Regions from separate parts of the Zea mays genome. Here all the other regions are linked to region 1. Evidence: chromatin contacts called from public Hi-C data. All regions are on one chromosome and are shown on one strand. The core of a region is the stretch at or near the end of the contact, and the rest is flanking DNA. Distances in the headings are between cores, read along the strand shown.

Region 1 (2,997 bases), core at 337-2,836:
AAATTCACCATGAGACTTGGTGATGTGTCCGCTTTGAGTTGTTGTAGATGGTCCTCTATGAGATGCAGTGAATGGCCCTCTCTGAGATGCAGCAAACGTGTTTTCAAAACTCTCGCCATGAGACTTGGCGAATGGTTTATTGTGAGATGCAATGAACATGTTTTCAAAATTTTTACCATGAAACTTGATGAATGGTTCATTGTGGGATGCAATGAACGAATTTTCAAAAGGTTACTATAATGTAACGATTCACCATGGGACTTGATGAACGTTTCATTGTGGATATAATGAACGTTGAAGTTATTGGTTTGTAAGGGATTTTACTAAACATAATGTTTTATAAAAAGAGGGTTAGAATGCTTTTCAAGCACAAATAAAACTTGATCAACTAAAAGCAACCGCTCAAGCTAGCCCACTATATAGCCAACCCACTTTTACCAAAGTGAGGTACTTGTTGAGTGCGAAAGTACTCACTCTAGCCTTTTCCACCCCTGTCCTATGTACTTTTTATATCTATATGGAGAACATGTGTCCTGAACTTAGAAATTTTAGGACTACGACGAGTTCTAGGCTTGAGATTGGAAGGTCTACTGGTGGATTTAAAACAGTATCGCGATTATGTAATAAATACTCTATTTTGATATAATAAAGCATTGTGTTTTGATATAGTCTATTATATGACATCGCTATACATGTGATTCTTGATCCGATTACATGTATTGTGGGTATTCGGTTTTATCCTTAAAGCTGTGTGCCAGATTTGCACTTCGCTTGTTTCGATCATGATCCTAATTTTGTACTAATAATACCCGAAAGATATAACCGATATGCAGTCATATTAAATGGTATTAGTATAGAAGCTAATGTCGCTATTATGGATGTATTTCACGATGAAATGACCATAGTACTTGCTCTTGCTTAGGACTAGCATGCAATGGAAATTAGTCTTCATTTGATCTCATGAGTATTTATGTGAAAATATTGCATTTGCTTAAAAACATTTTTGTGAATAAATATCAATAGAACACGTATAGCATATAAAGTAGATATTTTCAAACGATCTCAAGGGCAAATTAAAGAGGTCATCCCAACCAAAATCTTTAGATCTGGAACTGTCGTGTACCTTAAATTAACAATTTGTGAATATTAGATTTACCATAAAGCTGTTACGCAGTAAATCTCAAATCCACATTCACTTTTTTTTAGACGCAGGCGCAGCCGAGATTGAACAAGCAAAGGGTCCTACACTAGAATTGACGAGTCCTTTGTACCGGGCTGGGAGCCTGGGATAGCTGCTCATGATATTGCCCGTTGCGAAGTGCAAAAAAAAAACACGAAAGCCACACCACGAAGCGGATGATTCATCCAAACCAAAATTTCACGTGGGGGACGGGGCCAACCGAGCGCCGCACAACCTCTCGAGTCTCCACCGAGTTCTCGACCATGCCACGAGGCCGGCCCTAATGAGGCCCGGTCCTCGCCGACCCCATAAGCTCTCTCGTGGGGACCGTCCTATCCACGGCGGACACGGCGAGTCAGCACAGCAACAGCGCACAGCAGCACACGGTATCCGTCCCGGGCCGGAGCCAACTCCCCAAGCCAGTCCAGTCCTTCCGTCCACCCATCCATCGTCCCCGCCTGCACCTCGCGAGCATCCAAAGCTGTACTTGCGGCAAGTTCTCGCAAAATCCTACTCCCACCGCCGACTCGTACCTCCGCTCCCCTCCTCCCCAACCCTTCCACGCTTGCTTCTCCGGGAGGGAAGGCACACGGGAGGTCGCCCCGCCACCCATCGCAAAAGCCACGCGCCACCAAACTCTTTTTTCCCTCACCCAGTCGCTTTCGCGTTCAGCGCGAGCTGAGCCAGCCAGTGGGTCGGTCGCTGGAGGCGGAGCCATAAAGGCGTCAGCGACGGCAGCATGATGAGCGGCAGATCGGGCGGGAGGGACGCCGAGGGCGAGTGGGAGGTTCGGCCCGGCGGGATGCTGGTGCAGCGCAGGGACGGTGAGGCGGCCGGCCCCGTCATCAGGATCAGGGTCTCCCACGGCGCCAACTTCCGCGAGGTCGTCGTGCCGGCGCAGGCTACCTTCGGTACGCTAGCCAACCCTGTTCGTTAGTCGTTACTGATCCCTACTCCCTTATGTCGCATATTCGCTTTGGCGAAGATGTATAGGAGGAATTGGGTTTTGGATCTTGACATGTCAACTGACAATCTAGTGGATTTTAGTTTAAGTCAACACGATTTTTCAGTTCTTTCTCCCAGTCCCAGCTATTGATTTTAGATTCCAGACGAGTCTAGACGAACAACAGATGGTTCTCGAATGTTTTCATGTCAGGATGAAAAGTGCTTACGTACTTGATGAATCGATCATGACCCTGCTCCGGCAACTTTACCGTGCTGAACGGCGACAAGATACCTACTAACTGTTATCGGTTAGCTTTTCGTACTAATCCTTGACCATCTGTTTCAATGTTATAGAAGTAGTAGTACTTATACCATCCATTGATCCATAAGTAGTACTAGTTATTCTTCTTATTGATAACACTAGCGTTTAAAAATGAACAAGCCGGCGACAAATATTCGAGAACGGATGTAGTACATTAATAACACCTGGCCAGTTGTGATGATCAAACATCAATTGGAACCTCATTGGCTTATAGCCTCACGTGCAATGGGACAAACCATTACATCACCTAGTAGGTCTTTACATGCGCGGGGAGCATTTTGTCAGTCAATCTGTATACAGTTTATCATTGGAAAGAAGCAGATACGATTACCTTTACCCCCAAATAATCAATAAACCTGCATAAATGATTCTTGCTTCTGCATTGATTGCTTGAAGGTGCTGGTTTACAATATTCTAATAGGCACTTTGTAATTTTGTATATGAAGGTGAGTTGAAGAGGATCCTTGTTCAGACTACTGGCTTGGAGCCTGAGAGGCAGAGGCTCTTCTTCCGTGGGAAGGAGAAGAGTGACAGAGAGTTCCTGCACACG
Region 2 (2,997 bases), core at 336-2,835, 220 kb after region 1:
TGTAAAAAGGATAAGGTCTGCAAATTCACTAGTTTTCTGCAAGAACTCATGCAAACCAGGACGCTCGAAAACAGTCACATGATTCACCTTCTGTTTTCCTTCAGCATCCTTCAAAGTTCACAAAAGCAAAAGCTCATTTACCAGTTGTCCAGTTGCGATTCAAATTATTATAAACGAAGTGACATATATCAAAGTTAGAAGATCAGTACCTTATCAGATGATATGCATTCCATATCAAAGCAATGTAATCCTGCTTCAACAGCTTGTGTACGTACAATAGTAGGAAGACTAGATGATTCATATGCAGAAACTAAAGTCTCATCCAAGTCAAGCACTACCTGAACAGACAGCTCTAATGTTGTGAGAATATCCGATGCGCAAACATAAGAGACAAATGTTTAGTCTGACTTCATTTCAAGGAACTTAAGTAGTAATGTTTAGCAACGATATGACTTCCAGTTTCAGTTTCAGCTCCTTTTATGAGAAGCTATAAGCTTCTTTGCCGATCCAAACTATCAGAAATCTAACTATGGGCATACCTTACAGTATAACAGCCCGTGTACTGGATCAGCTGATAAGATAGTATATATGTCATAATCCAGCTACAATCAAGATGTTTTTAACAATGATAGAAGGTTATCTACTCACCTACACAGAATGACAGGGAACCAGTATTCTGGAACTACCCACAGCTTCACTTGAAGGCCACCGGAAACATATCACCGCCAGTATGGAGAGGAGATGATAATGCAGCCGTAAGTATGTACTACTAAAACGATCAAGGCCTTATTTTGCAATTGCAGAGCAACTAATTGCCCATGCTAGTAACCAAATCATCGGGGAAGGTCTGCTATATAGTCCAAATACTAATTATTCTATAACCAAAAATCAACAATACTACCTGAACTAAACCACCAAATCTCCGTTAGCCTTAAATCAGCCACTCCAACTAATCCCAATCATCCCCAAATACCGAAGCATAATCCAATTTGATCAGCACGTCCAAGACCAAATACTATTTGATTGAAACCCTTCTACTCCTACTTCACAAAGGCGCCATTTCCCCACCCCGGACATCTCAAAAGCTCCACCGAATCGAATAAAAAAAATCGAAGCTCCGTACCTTGAGGCGGCCCAGGGGCTCAGGCGCAGGTGTCGGGGCAGGTGCCGCGTCAGCTGGGATCTCGGAGCGGAGCGGCATGAAGGCCACCTCCGGCGACGGGTTCGAGGCTGTGGGCCCGGAGAGGAGCGGGTAGCGGACGCCGACGAAGGATAAGAGCTGGGCGCAGGACGGCGTGCCTCGAAGGATCTGGAGCAGAACCTGAACAAGGAAGCCGATCCACCCTACCACCGTCCGCCACGCCTGCGACGCCGCCTTCTCCCGCTGCTGCTGCGCCGCCGCCGCCGCGGTCGGCGAGTACACTTCTGCCGCCGCCATAGACGCCGGGTACGAGCTGCCGCGCCACGTGGAGCTTCCGGTCCCGGAGGCTGGAGACGGGGAGGACGGAGGGGAGGCGAGGCCGAAGGCAACCGGAGGAGGTGGAGGTGGTGCCGTGGTGGTCGGTCTCCGCGCCCGCGCCCGTGGTGTTTTTGCGGGCGGGTGAGCTTAGCGGAATAGGGTATTCGTGATAGGTGGAGATTCATATGTCCCCACCTGTCATGGACAGTACAGCTGGACTGGAGAGCTGCCGCGAGTGGTAACTATCGTACGCGCACACGCAGGGTTCGTGCAATTTTCCAGTGTTTCTTTTATTATTATTGTTTCGTATTTCTAGCACTGGCTTGATGTTCAGTCTGGTTTAACCCCCTCTATTTCTCTTCGCTGTGACGGAAACATCGACGGAGGTACAGTGATTTTGACCCACATTACCACAGCTTTTTAATAAACATATGTTGTAGATCTCAACCGGTCGTGTTTGATTTGGGTAGCACCGTATCCTTTTGTCATACGCTAAACTCTCAAAACGCATGGATTGGTTGACACAATCTTTACTGGACTAATTGCAGACTAGAGAGAGGTTCTTAGTCAATCCTGAGCACGGCTATTGTAGCAATATATAGACTACATAATACTGCTTGAAAAAAAAATATCTCTTTGACCATAAAGTGTGTGTGAGAAACGATCACAGCAACCAAGTGCAAAAAATTAGCTGTCACAGCACGATATTCCTCCAGGCCTGCTCTAAACACGCCATGCTCCGAACCGAAGGCATTGCTTTTCTTTGTGATCATAACAAAGTACCTTTGGTCCCCTTTGTGTTCCAAGAACAACGAAAGCAAGTGCGGGCCATGCTGAGTGTATATATTACTTGAATAGGCAGCCAGGCACGGAGGCACCCAAGTACCTAACCAAAGCCAGGTAGACAGAGACACACATGACCTCTTCTAGCTGGGTCCAACCGTTCAACTAACATCCACCACGTGTTCTCGAAGGGGGGAAATACAGAAATGGCCCTCTGCAAGGAGTAAACATCGTGACAAGTCTCGATCAAATTACTATACTACAATATGGTATGGTCCACGATATTCGTTATCCGTCCGTTTGGTTGGTTGTACCGAGGGAGAAACAGCATCCACAAATTCTCAAATCACATTTTATTTGTTTCACTTCTCTGCATAACCAGGCTGAGTAGGTGCAAGAAACAACAGCGAGCCAGGCCCGCCAGAAACGATCGCTCGGCACGTACGCGCGCATGCAGGCGCGGTGCAGCCACGCCCGTACGGACCAGGCTGGCACCGTCCAACAACCAAACATGCGGTATGTGATGATAGTCATGCCACGCACAGACGTGTTCATAGAGAGAATTGCTAGGATGAGACCGTGAGGTTTTTTTAATAATACTCTCTCTATATATCTATCCTTTTGATTAGGACGTTTATTATCAATATTAAAACAAGCGTATGAAGTTCGAGTTCTTCTGATGTTGCTCTAATCAGTCACACGATTTACGTAATCCGCCGAATACCGTGATTTAAACGATAGTTGTTGCATGCTAT
Region 3 (2,997 bases), core at 193-2,692, 190 kb after region 1:
ACCCGATATGATTCATTATCTAAATCGCGACCTTAGAGCTGCTTTTACAGACCACCCTTCCATATTCCATAGACGACTTGTTAAAATAAGCAGGCATGTCCTATTTGTTTCCTCTTTTTCTGGACATGATTCTTGCAGATGTTGATTCCTAGTATCACCAAACTCTTGTGATCTTGTCGATTATTAGATTCTTGATTGCTAGTTTAATTTTCTATCCTGGACAACAAAAGCTATGGAGAGGACTGAGATAATCTTAGAGGGTGTTTGATTCTACCCAACTAAAGTTTAGGTTTTGTCGTATCGAAAGTTTGAACGATAATTACGAGTATTAAATATAGTCTAATTATAAAACTAATGAAATATATGAAGACTAAAAGATGTGACGAATTTATTAAACCTAATTAAGTATATATTTAATATTCAAACAACATGAACTAAACTTCGGAAGGGGAATTTAACGAAAATATACGATTCTGGCCACCTTGGTATAGATGGACAAACGGGCCGGCACGGCCCATGGTCGACACGGTCCATCAGGCCCAGCTAGCGAAGCGTGCCGTGCCAGATGGGCCGACGTGCCGTGATCGCGGCCCAGGCACGGCCCGTCAACCTGTTAGTCGTACCGGGTCGACCTGGTGGCACTATGGCCCATCTGAGTGTATTGTATAATTTAGCAAAAAAATATGTAGTTGTGGGGGCTTAAACTCACAATTCGAGTGCATAAGAGGTTTAAACGCATCCATCTAGTCAGTGCGGCTGCAGTTTTATTGTGTTATATGTTGAATTCTTATACTTAATATATGTAAACTATTATTTTTAAAATAAAAAATGTAATCGTGTCGTGCCCGTGCCAGCACTACGGGTCGAGATAGTGACCCAGACACGATACTATAGCCGTGCCGTGCCAGACACTGGCACTATACTAACCGGGTCGTGTCTGGACCGTGCTTTTTCGTGTCGTAACTGGGCTGACCCATCGTGTTAGTACCAAATGGCTATCTATACACCTTGGTTGCCGCTAAATAAGCCCAAACAAACAGGCTAATCTGTTGGATGGACTTAGGGGGTGTTTGGTTGCTCCTGCTAAAGTTTAGCTCGGGTCACATCAAGCGTTTGACTTTTAAATAGGAGTATGAAATATAAACCCAACCAACTGGACTAGATTCGTCTCGTCTTTTAATCTTCGGCTGACAAATTAGTTTTATAATCCGACTACATTTAATACCCGGAACGGAGGTTCAAACATTCGATCGGACAGGGGCTAAATTTTAGCGGGGTGTAACCAAACACCCCCTTAAAGGAAACAAACCGGACCAGAATCTGATGACTTGACTATACTGTAGAATGCCTGTCTAGTGTCTACACTCGCCAACCGCCTCGAAGGCCGAAGGGACTGAAACGCAACTGCGGCAACCTTTTTATGCGGACGCGCGACAGCTGCGATCCGTGCGCCTCTGCAATCCTCTGTCTCTCTTTCCTCTGACTTCGCTGCCTCCTCGTCCGTCTCGCCCGGTCCTCTCACTCGAAGACTCTCGCTTCGCTTCCAAGTTCACCCCAATGGCGACGCAACCGCTTACATCACCGCGCGCTTGAGCGAGAGACCGATAGCCCCCACCAACCGCGCGCCTTCGCGGAGCATGGCGGCGCCGGGGCTGGACAAGGTCATGGCGTTCCTCACCGACCACGGCTTCGCCGGCGCGGCCTCCGCGCTTCGTGACGACGTCCTTGAACGCACCGCCGCCGGGGACGAAAGCCACGACGCCGCATTAGATCCCCACCTCCCGCCGCTCCGGATGCCCGCCTCCGCCGGCGGTGCCGGTGCCGGTGCCGGTGCCGGCGCTGGCGCTGGCACGCCGACGCCCGCGAGCCCCGGTTCCAGCTCCGGTTCGGCGTCCTCATCAGCTTTCGTAAGCTTGCGCTCCACACCCTCAGGTACCCAAGGCACGGGGCATTTTTGTCGGGAGCTTTAAACCTTCTCCTCCTTGCTTTCCGTGGGGCGTATTACACAATCTCGATCTGTGCGCCGATATTTCCGCGGCTATGGCTTCGGGACCAATTCGGCGCTGATGGTTGGATTAGCGCGCGTGTGTTTTTCCCTGTGGAGATGAACTTTATAGCATAATTGATCTTCGATTTGTACGAGAGTTGTTAAACCTCTCCGACATTTTAATTTCCGTCTCTGGCGCTTGGTTTTGTGTTTAGTGACGAATTTCTGCACATTTCACTAATTCTGAACGAAACTCCCTTGTTGTTTTGCCGATTATAGGGCTGTTGAATCCGTATGGACTATGGTCGCCGCGGCATTCGCAGTCGGACGCGTCTTCATCGGAGATGGAGTTTGGTACAGCGCGCCAGTACGACACCACCGACCTCTTCTTCCAAGAGGATTGGCTCTACGACGATCACCTCTTCCCTAGCAAGCTGGACGATGAGGATGACGAAGGCAAAGAGGAGGACAAATTTGTACTGGATGCTCACGATGGTTCGGAGCAGGTTGAAATAGGCAAGCTTGGTGCAGGCCATAACCACCGTCACGAACACATCGGTGGTGACCGATGCGAGGGTTGTGCTGAGGTGTACATATGCTCATCGCCACTCTGTGGTTGTTGTGGAGGGGGACTCAAGAATGATGGGCTTGATGTGGCCAGGAGCTCAAGCTCCACTGTGTATGGGAGATACAAGATCATGGATGACCAGACAGAGATATTGGATGATTGTGCGCAGGATGCGTTTCAGTTGAAGCAGAGTAGAGATATTATGTTTGAATGCGGTATGACGAGGGATCCTGGACGAGGATATGATGATTCAGGGCTGAGTGTTGTGGAGAAGGAGCTTCAAATACTCAGTTCATTTGATACTGTTGTGAGTAAGTACTTCAAAAGCCTTCCACTACAGTTCGTATCTCCACCTAGTAGCACTCCTTATTTATTTATTTATTTGACTGGAGGGTCCTGCTGAATTTTGGTAGCAAAACAGAATATAGTCTGTCCATTATAA
Region 4 (2,997 bases), core at 364-2,863, 190 kb before region 1:
GCATGAGGATATATGGCAAGAGACAATGGGCCTGTTTGGTTCAGTTTTTTTCTGACCAGCTTTTCTGAGAATCTGACTATGGGGAGAATCTGGCTGTGTAGAGAAGCTGAGTATCATTAGGATTACGTGCGGAGAAAGATAAATGTGTTCATAGGACTCAAGATCTAGAAAGTGACGGATTCATACTAATGCAACGACTCAACCGATTATGTATTTACGTTGATGTTGAATAGTTTTTACCTAAACGAATTTTATAGAAACTGACTGAAAAGCTGAACGTTTGACAGTCCGCAGCAGCTTTTGATGGTTAGAAGCTCTAAAAAGCTGAAACAAACTGGGGCAATATACTGGCTTTCAAAATCCAGGAGTGATCCAGGTCCCCCGGTACCAAGAGAAGTCTCCTCTGTCACACCGTACTGGAATAATAATCAGCCGTCACGTCGTCGACGCAACCCCGTCATTTCCAGAAGCCTCGAAACCGGACGCTGCACATGACATACAGAACGTCAGCTGGAATGTCACGCGTTATTGTACTGTACCAATCAAGGCGACGAAAACATATTGGGAGAGAGATCAAGTGAAATCGTGGTATATTTACATGTGAGGCACGCGCACGTATACGTTCTTCGTTTTCGAGAGGAAATGCGTGTTCATGTTGTTCTCAACATGTGCTCGTCGTACCATCACCATCATCATCATATTTCGAAAACAGGCTGCTGCCCCCTGTATATATAGAATGGAGTTACCCCGTTGACCTGACAGCATCAGATCGGACAGATAAAATCGTTCAAACATATGTGGCCATTTACTGGTAGCAGCTCACCGTCCAACAAGATAGCTAGCTCTGCACCTTTTCTACCGTATACTAAGAGGGTGTTTAAATGCACTAAAACTAATAGTTAGCCGCTAAAATTAGTTGAGACATCCAAACAAACTAGCTAATAATTTAACTATTAGCTATTTTTAGTAAATTAGTTAATAGTTAGGTAGTTATTTATTAGCAAGCTAATTTCACTAATAATTTTTAGCCAGCTAACTATTAGTTCTAGTGCATTCAAACACCCCTAATTCCACTAGCAAATTTTTAGTCAATTAGCTATTAACTCCTCCTAAATTATTAATGGTTCTGGAATAACAGTTGGATCGGTTACAGATCTTTTCCGATCTCCTCAATAATAATGTTTAGAGGTGTGTGTGTGCGTGTATAGAGTACTATTCAATACGTACGGTGCTGTGCATACGAAGTATTTGTTGAAACTAAACTAGTCCAAATATGTCAGTGACGTGCTGTACCACGTTTGTCCATGCCTCTCGTCTCGTCTCCAATGGCCAGGTCGCGACGACTAGTAGGAGAATTTGTCAAGGAATAAAAACGAATCACCCGTTGCATCCATCCAATTAATGCCTGTTGCTTGCACTTGCCCGTTCAACGGCTGCCCAGCCCAGGGAAGAAGAGAAGGGTGTGAGAAGCATCCAGGGGATTGGCATCGTCCCCTCCTCACCAAATCCGCAGCCCCCCGGTGCTGACTCCCCGCCCCCGGCCGGGGCTCGCCACAAACCCATAAAGACCGCCCCGACGATCCGGCTTCCCCCGCTTTCTGAGTTCTGATCGCGGTCGCGGCACGCCATCGACCGGTCTGTCCAAGCGAAAACACAGTAGTCCGGCTCCGGCGCACAGGGAGATCGAGAGAGAGAGAGGGCTATACTAGGCACTAGCTAGGATCAGCCAGCGCGGGCGCCATGAGCTTGGCGGGGCGGCGCAAGTCGTCGCACGCGGGCGCGGGAGCCGGCGCCGGCGCCGGCGCCCTCGACGCGTCCGCCACGAAGCACGCCACGACGTCGCTGCGCAAGGGCGGGCGGCTGCCGGTCTACGTGGCGAGCGTCTTCTTCTTCCTCTGCGTGGTGGTGATGTACGGCGAGGACATCCGGTCGCTGACGATCGAGCCGCTCACGCGCGTGCCCGCGCCAGCGGTGCCGGGCACCACGGGCGCTGGTGGGCGGCAAGTCGTGGTGGTGCCCCGGCGAGACATCTCCGCTTCTGAGAAGCCCGCCGCCGTGCTGCACCGCGGCGAGCAGGAGAAGCCGAAGAAGCACGCGGTGACCACGACGACGACGACGACGGCGCCGCCGGTGGCTGTCGAGAAGCCGCAGCAGAAGGTGGTCGCCACCGCCGCCGCCAAGAGCGAGAGGAATACGGCCAAGAAGGCGGCGGCGAAGAAGAAGAAGAAGCCGCGCAGGCAGCAGCGCGCGGCGAAGAAGACGGTGGTGCCGCCCGCGCTGGGCGTGCCGGAGACTTGCGACCTGTCCAAGGGGCGGTGGGTGTTCGACAACACGAGCTACCCGCTGTACCGGGAGGAGGAGTGCGAGTTCCTGACGTCGCAGGTGACGTGCATGAAGAACGGGCGGCGCGACGACACGTACCAGAAGTGGCGGTGGCAGCCCAAGGGATGCTCCATGCCCAGGTACGGTACGGGGCTCGGCTCGCGCTGTGGCAAACAATATGTGCTAGCTAGCTAAACGGCGAGGCCTTTGGAATTCCATCCCTGCAGGTTCGACGCGAAGCTGTTCATGGAGAGGCTCCGGGGCAAGCGGTTCATGTTCGTGGGGGACTCGCTGAACCGCAACCAGTGGGAGTCCATGGTGTGCCTGGTGCAGTCGGCGTCCCCGCCGGGGAAGAAGTACGTCACATGGGAGGGCCAGCGCGTCGTCTTCCACGCCTGGGTTCGTATCGTACCTGCCATTGTCCCTTTCCGCCTGCTTTAGCAAAGGACTCGTAATCCTCTGGCAGCTAGCCAAGAGGGCCCACGGGTGCCCTAGCTAACACTGCAATTCGTTCAAGTTTTCCGTCCATTTTTCAACCGTGACGCGTGCACGTTGGTGACGGGCGGCTAGCTAGGTGCACCAAACCTCTCGCGCGCGTTTCCCTGGGCCGTCGCTGACCAGGCCTGTAAATGCAATGCAATGCAGGAGTACAACGCGACGGTGGAGTTCTACTGG

What was found. Hi-C and Micro-C count contacts between places; a contact is called where the count stands out from the background.
Region 2: a contact with region 1 is called in a Hi-C map of bundle sheath, with 6 times the contacts expected there. The contact joins the promoter of LOC100216776 here to the promoter of LOC100273657 in region 1. A contact is called at or near these places in 3 of 25 Hi-C or Micro-C datasets (bundle sheath, ear and tassel).
Region 3: a contact with region 1 is called in a Hi-C map of ear, with 2.6 times the contacts expected there. The contact joins the promoter of LOC100281776 here to the promoter of LOC100273657 in region 1. A contact is called at or near these places in 5 of 25 Hi-C or Micro-C datasets (bundle sheath, ear, leaf and 1 more).
Region 4: a contact with region 1 is called in a Hi-C map of tassel, with 4 times the contacts expected there. The contact joins the promoter of LOC100382706 here to the promoter of LOC100273657 in region 1. A contact is called at or near these places in 6 of 25 Hi-C or Micro-C datasets (bundle sheath, ear, endosperm and 2 more).

The regions. Positions count from the first base shown.
Region 1 is chr3:188,039,013-188,042,009 of Zm-B73-REFERENCE-NAM-5.0, reverse strand. LOC100273657 (BCL-2 binding anthanogene-1) reads left to right here and starts at 1,586. Exons shown (of 4, transcript NM_001148071.1): 1 at 1,586-2,091; 2 at 2,894-2,997. The coding sequence starts at 1,920.
Region 2 is chr3:187,818,957-187,821,953 of Zm-B73-REFERENCE-NAM-5.0, reverse strand. It overlaps LOC100216776, which reads right to left and starts at 1,585. Exons shown (of 7, transcript NM_001143175.1): 1 at 1,124-1,585; 2 at 210-338; 3 at 1-108. The coding sequence starts at 1,438.
Region 3 is chr3:187,848,347-187,851,343 of Zm-B73-REFERENCE-NAM-5.0, reverse strand. It overlaps LOC100281776 (ATP binding protein), which reads left to right and starts at 1,442. Exons shown (of 9, transcript NM_001411906.1): 1 at 1,442-1,932; 2 at 2,267-2,866. The coding sequence starts at 1,638.
Region 4 is chr3:188,230,659-188,233,655 of Zm-B73-REFERENCE-NAM-5.0, reverse strand. LOC100382706 (Protein ESKIMO 1) reads left to right here and starts at 1,613. Exons shown (of 5, transcript NM_001175429.1): 1 at 1,613-2,462; 2 at 2,550-2,721; 3 at 2,968-2,997. The coding sequence starts at 1,741.